Linked DNA regions of Anas platyrhynchos: region 1 is linked to region 2. Evidence: chromatin contacts called from public Hi-C data. All regions are on one chromosome and are shown on one strand. The core of a region is the stretch at or near the end of the contact, and the rest is flanking DNA. Distances in the headings are between cores, read along the strand shown.

The links. Hi-C and Micro-C count contacts between places; a contact is called where the count stands out from the background.
Region 1: a Hi-C map of skeletal muscle shows a contact between it and region 2, with 1.8 times the contacts expected there. The contact joins the enhancer-like site here to the promoter of MAPKBP1 in region 2. A contact is called at or near these places in 2 of 8 Hi-C or Micro-C datasets (skeletal muscle and subcutaneous adipose tissue).

Annotation. Positions count from the first base shown.
Region 1 is chr5:33,921,573-33,924,571 of IASCAAS_PekinDuck_T2T, reverse strand. All of the region lies in intron 3 of MAPKBP1 (mitogen-activated protein kinase binding protein 1), which reads right to left. Among named protein-coding and RNA genes, the nearest start is that of MAPKBP1, 38 kb to the right of the region's middle. Within about 2 kb of position 1,586, at least 4 of the 8 cell types and tissues checked have an H3K27ac peak or open chromatin away from gene starts, as enhancers often do.
Region 2 is chr5:33,883,740-33,886,711 of IASCAAS_PekinDuck_T2T, reverse strand. MAPKBP1 (mitogen-activated protein kinase binding protein 1) reads right to left here and starts at 1,305. Exons shown (of 28, transcript XM_072038766.1): 1 at 1,090-1,305; 2 at 212-554. The coding sequence starts at 328.

The DNA.
Region 1 (2,999 bases), core at 337-2,836, 38 kb before region 2:
GAGCGGCGATGCTGCACAGGGCAGTAGAGGTGTGGGGTGATAAGGGGTGAGGCACGGGCTTGGCAGCAGAGACCCCACAGCTCTGGGCAACTCACCCATGGTCAGAAAAGTAATACAGACCTGGGGTGGACAAAACTGGAGGAACAAAGAAACAATATCTAACCTGCATAAAAGACACCATACAAAGTGAATTCAGAAATAACATGGAGCTGCAGACCAGCTAGAAAAGAGAAAGGTGTAAAGCATGTTAGCAAATATATTTAAAAAATCACCCCAAGTGGACCCTGGAGTGAGGAAGAAGCAGTCAGCCACAGCCACATCATATTCCTCCCCGTGAAGGACTACAAAGCCTGAACACTTACAGTCTTCCCCTCTAGCTACTGCCTTTGAAGATCCAGAGGAAGCACACAAGGGTGAGCATAACACCATGCACAAGGGACAGAAATGAAGAAATGTGTTACAGTTTGAGCTGTATTATCCCCATTACTGAGACTTTCTGTATAGAAGTATTCTAACGCATTATTCTTCTCTTTCTCATGTAACAATTAGTGGTAGATTAATACTGGTTCCTGAATTACAGTTCTGAGATTTCAGTTATACTAACAATAAGTTATTGCCTTTTTGACTTGCATGCGCACACACACGTATATGTAAGGGGTGTTTCCTCGTTGTTACACTCAGCATGCTTATAGGCAAAGTCCAAAGGCAATGCCTAGGAGAAGATGAAAGAAAACGTACAGATCTAGGGGAAGAGGAAATGGTCAAAGGCAAGAGAAGAAAAGAAAGCTTGGTTTTTAATAAAAAGTAAATAGTCGTTCAGAGGAGAAGGCAAGAATAACACAGATCTGGAAAAGCAAAGTGTACAAGCAAATTACTGGAGAATCATGAAATCTGCCACCAAGCCGTGAGCAGGTTCAGCTCTCCGGCCCAACTGCACACTGTGAAAGGCTGGCAGCTCCCCCCGAGGCACACTCCTGGGAGCAAGCAGCTCCCTGAAGAGATGCACAGCCCCGGCTGGCATTACACGAGAGCATCTAGATTTACACTGCAGGTCTGCGCTGACTTCCCTGTAAGTGCAGTCCCTACCATGTCACAAAGCCTCGAAAGCTGAAATTTCTTCCTTTTAAATCAAGTCGCAGAGGAAAACCACATCCCACTTGCAGACAACTGGCCAACACCTCTGTTTCCAGCAGCAAGCACAGCCAGAGGATTCCCTCACCATGCCAGAGCAGCTCCTGGGCACCACGGAGAAAGCTCAATGCAGCAAACTCATCAGCTGGGGCAGACGAACGTGGCAGCTCCTGGCAGCTGCCTCAGGGCTGTAATTGCGTTACCGCTAGCATTCAGCACAGCAGATATTACAGTGGCATCGATCACGAGAGCAAAACAAGGAGTAATGCAATTTAACTCCCCTCTGGTCTCATCTAATTAACCCTCCAGAAGCAGGCAGCAGCAGGGCTGTCTCGCAGCCCCCCTGCCCGGAGGCTGGGGCAGGCAGCAACGCGCTGTGCCAGGCCCCTGGGGCAGCCAGCAACCCAGTGCTGCTCTCGCCTGCATTCCTGAGCAGGCACAGCAAAAGCTCCGCTGCAGCGGAAAAACTGGAGCAGCTTTTCCCTCTGAATGCTTCGGTAAGCATAATTCCCACAGTATCTACATAGGAGCGGAGGAGACGAAACAACCCCGCTTCTTTGACAGCGTGGCGTTAAGGAATTGCCTGCTCCCAGCAGTCAGCTGCTGTAGCCCCGGCAAGGGAGCCTCCTGCCAACTCTGCCTGCTCCAGAGCCCTCCAAGCCCAGGCTGCTGGAAGAGGGGGCAGGAGAAGTTTGCTAGGACCCATGCTCCAAGGCCCAAAAGCTCAGAGCTTGCTTCCCCAAGCAGGCACAGCTCAGGTGTTCTCAGCTTGACAAAACTCAGTTCTGCCTGCGTTGTGTTTTGTAGGAGCCCTGTGACAGCTGGGGCTTTAATGGAGGATGAGCATTTACCTCTGCTTTGCCTGTAGCTCAGATAATATAGAGTACTTTAACCGCACTCAGATTTTTTTTCAGAATAGCTAATGAGCAGTAGTTATCACAAGACCTGAAAAGACAGCTTTCCTGGAAGGAGAAGCAACCACGATAAGATCCCTCTGCTTCCTCATACACCTCTCCCGCGTCACAGAAATGTGGCACGGTTGGAGTGCATAGAGCAGCACTGTCCCAGCGTGCTGACCAGCACTGGAATTTGGACAAGGAATTAGCTGATGCCAGCCCTGCCAGGCCCTGGCTGCCAGCAGAAGCAGCGGGCAGTGCCCGCAGCAGGCTGGGGCACTGGGCACACGCTGTGGGGTGCAGCCGCCAGCGCTGGCCCGCGGGGAGTGCCAGGTCCTGTGTCTGGTTCCTAAGCAATAATCACTGCACTCGTGGGCATGCTCACGATGAACAAAATACACTTCTTGGCACTTCTTAGCCATCCTGTCGAGCAGGATGCTGCTTCACCTTTAACTTCTTGCCTTTCTGACATGGCTGAAACCTGAGACTATCCCCAGTGCCAGGGCTTCCAGGAAGAGGGAAATGAGCACTCCCCCTTGTTCACACCTGGCGAGGTACTTTGGACTCCACATACTTCTTTCAAGTTAAACTCCACAATTTGTGTAAAGGTTGCCAGGAGACACGGAGCTTGTTTTGAGATTCTTAGAGAGGGTGGAGCTCAGCCGAGGCAGTTGGTATCTCATTTTCATCCCAGACTTTGCCGTTCAGTCCCCGTTCCCCCCCCTCGCTCTTATGCAAGCTTAGGATTTGGCTCACAAGCCCGTCCTGTTGCCGCACCAAGGCGCTGGCTGCTGGGAGGTTGGGCTGCTCCAGGGGCACGGAGCAGGTAGGGAGGCACGCAGGTTGCTACCTGCAGGCACACAGCTCTCAGCCTGCCCCCTCCTTTCTCAGGACACGGCAAACCCCAGGGGCTTGCAGGGCATCGAGCTGAAAAAAGGCCTGCGTGTTCCCAAATAGCCAAGCTTTGCAACT
Region 2 (2,972 bases), core at 56-2,555:
ACAGTATCTTCAGACTGGGTACCTCCAGTCACATACACCACAAGTAGAGTGCCTTTTGAAAGGGAGATGCTGGCTTTAGCAAGAATTTGCAATACAGTAAGGATCTCAAATAGAAGATGATTCTGTAGTCACACCAGGCCTCCCAAAGCACAATTTTTGGTACAGAAGGCAACAAAGTCAAGACATTCTGGCAGCACCACACCACACTCACCTTACTGCCGATATCTTCACGCTTGTTCCCAGGCTTGCTTCTTCTCAGCTTAATGGAAGGGGAGCGAAGCAGGTTTTTGATCCGACTTGTTATTGTAGACCCTTCAACCGACATCATCTCCAGGTATCAGGAGGGTATTACACCCCGTGCAAACCGTGCCTGGGGAATGAGCCCAGGTTTGAGGCAGAAACACCGAGGCGCTCAGCTTTGCTCACGCTTGTTCACACATCTCTGAGGGATTCTGCTCAGGGACTCCACTCCTGTTACACTGCAAAGCTATTCACAGAGGCTGGCAGGCTTTCCTTTTGCAGATTCCAGAGGATCAAATCAGCAGTAATCTAAACTGAAAGATGCACCCAGGGGTCAGTACAACATTCACAATCATTTTTCCAAGCTTTGCTCTTTACAAGAAATGCCAAACGCGAGATTTAATAATAAAGATGGATGCAGCGTTATTTATTCTCAGAGGCTGCCATAAAAACCACCCTTTTTTACCACCATTTAGCAGCTCTAAATCAACTCGGTTCGGATCTAGAAACCCGATCTTCCTACGCTTCAGCATCAGCTCTTACAACAACCGCAAGAATCACCGGGGTCCCTCCAACCCCGCAGCCGGGAAGCGCACAACGCGGCACCCGCTCCTCGCAGCCTCGGCAGCAGCACGAGGGAGCCCTTCGACTCCCACGGCCCCGGAGGACACGCAGGCAGAAGGGGCGACACCCGGCGGGGCGGGCAGGGCACGTTCCTCAGCCCCACAGCGCGGCCAGGGGCTGCCCCCCGCCACCGCCACCGCGGGGCTGCGGCCGGCCCTTGCCCCTCAGCACGGGGGTGCCTCAGGGGCCGCCCCGGCCCGGCTCCCGGCCCCTCACCGCCCCTACCTGCCGCCCAGCCGCCGCTCTGCCGGCGAGCGCGGCGCCCCGCAGCGCCTGCCCATGCGGCCTCCCCCGAGGAGGGGCCGCCTGGCGGGGCCGCCCCCGCGGCCGGGCGGGGAGGGGCGGGGGCCGTTCCCTCAGCGGCGGCGGCGGCGCCGGGCCTCAGGCAGCAGCGGGGGGCGGCCGCCCCCGGGAGCCCAGCGCCGCCCGGCCGCGCTACGGCGCCTCGCGCGGGTCAAGCGGCGGCGGCGGCAGCGGCGGTGGAGCTGGGGGGCGCGCGCCCCTGGCGGCCGTTAGCGGGCGGCCGTTAACGGGCGCGGGGAGCTCGCGCCGCCCCCTCACGGGCGCCGTGAGGCGGCGAGGCGGGTGAGGGGGGGGTCGGCAGGTGGTGTCCGAGGGGTCACAGAATCACACAGAATCACAGAATTTCTAGGTTGGAAGAGACCTCAAGATCATCGAGTCCAACCTCTGACCTAACACTAACAGTCCCCATTAAACCATATCCCTAAGCTCTACATCTAAACGTCTTTTAAAGACTTCCAGGGATGGTGACTCCACCACTTCCCTGGGCAGCCCGTTCCAATGTCTAACGACCCTTTTGGTGAAGAAGTTCTTCCTAACATCTAACCTAAAACTCCCCTGGAGCAACTTTAGCCCATTCCCCCTCGTCCTGTCACCAGGCACGTGGAAGAACAGGCCAACCCCCACCTCCCTACAGCCTCCTTTAAGGTATCTGTAGAGAGCAATAAGGTCGCCCCTAAGCCTCCTTTTCTCCAGGCTGAACTCTGGGGGAGTTCAGAGGCTGGCCTGAAGGCGGGGAAGGAAAGCAGCATTTGTGAGGGTCCGACCTATGAAAAAACCTGCCGGCACCCCCTTGTTTAGCACAGCCATGGGTTGGAAAAGGCCCTCAATATCAGTCCAACCGCCATCTTATACAGCCAAGTCCCTCACTAATGCACCACGTCCACGAGTCTCTCAAACACCTCCAGGGATGGCGGCTGCCCTTCTCAGTCCATCCTCAGAGCGCCCTGTGGGCTCCTTGCTGCTTACTCCCCAATTGCTCCCCAATTTCCCCTCAGTGATGACCATCCTGTCTTCCACAACTGACTCAAACCCAGAGTACTCGCTGCAACTGGGGGTGACCATTCCAAAAACATAGCCCATGAAAATCTTCTCCCATTAAAATCTTCTGTGTTCTGAAAGTTCAGGCACAGCTTTACCATGGCAGTCAACCCACACAGGCCGTGGTCTTGCCCTTTGAGGTGACCACAGCGGCCCTGACACTGCCAGCGTCACAGGTTGTGACTATGTGACCCCACACTGCCTGTTTTTCAGGAAAAGGTTGTTTTCCGTTCAAAGAGGGATTTCGAACAGCCAGGATTACGATCTTAAGGCTTGGCTGGTCAGAAACCTGCGTATATTGAAGGAAACACCCAGAGGCATAACACAGGACATCTTTCCAATCTCTATGAGCTCTAGTCATGCCACAGTAACCTGCAAGAAGTGTGTTTAAAATGTCGGTTTCTAACCTTCATTAGTCTTTAGTCTCCATACATAGGTGCCCTAAAGAAATCCACACATATGAGTCAAAAAGCAGCGTGGTTCCAGGTTTCAGAAATATACCACAATTTTTTTAAATTTACAATTAAATTGCAAGTCAGCAGTGTCGCAATTATTTTTTTAAATAAAAGTAATTGAAGTCTGTGGGAGATAGGAACAAAAGTAACTTAGCTTCCACGCCCAAACATGGTCTGCAGCCCAAGAAGAGGCACGTAAGAGTATTCTTTCAGAAAATGTGGGTGTTGTCCATTCCTACCTATTGCCACTTTGCTGGAAAGCAGTGCCCTGTTGCAAAGGGTGAGTAGGGATTCATGAAGGAAAACAGAACT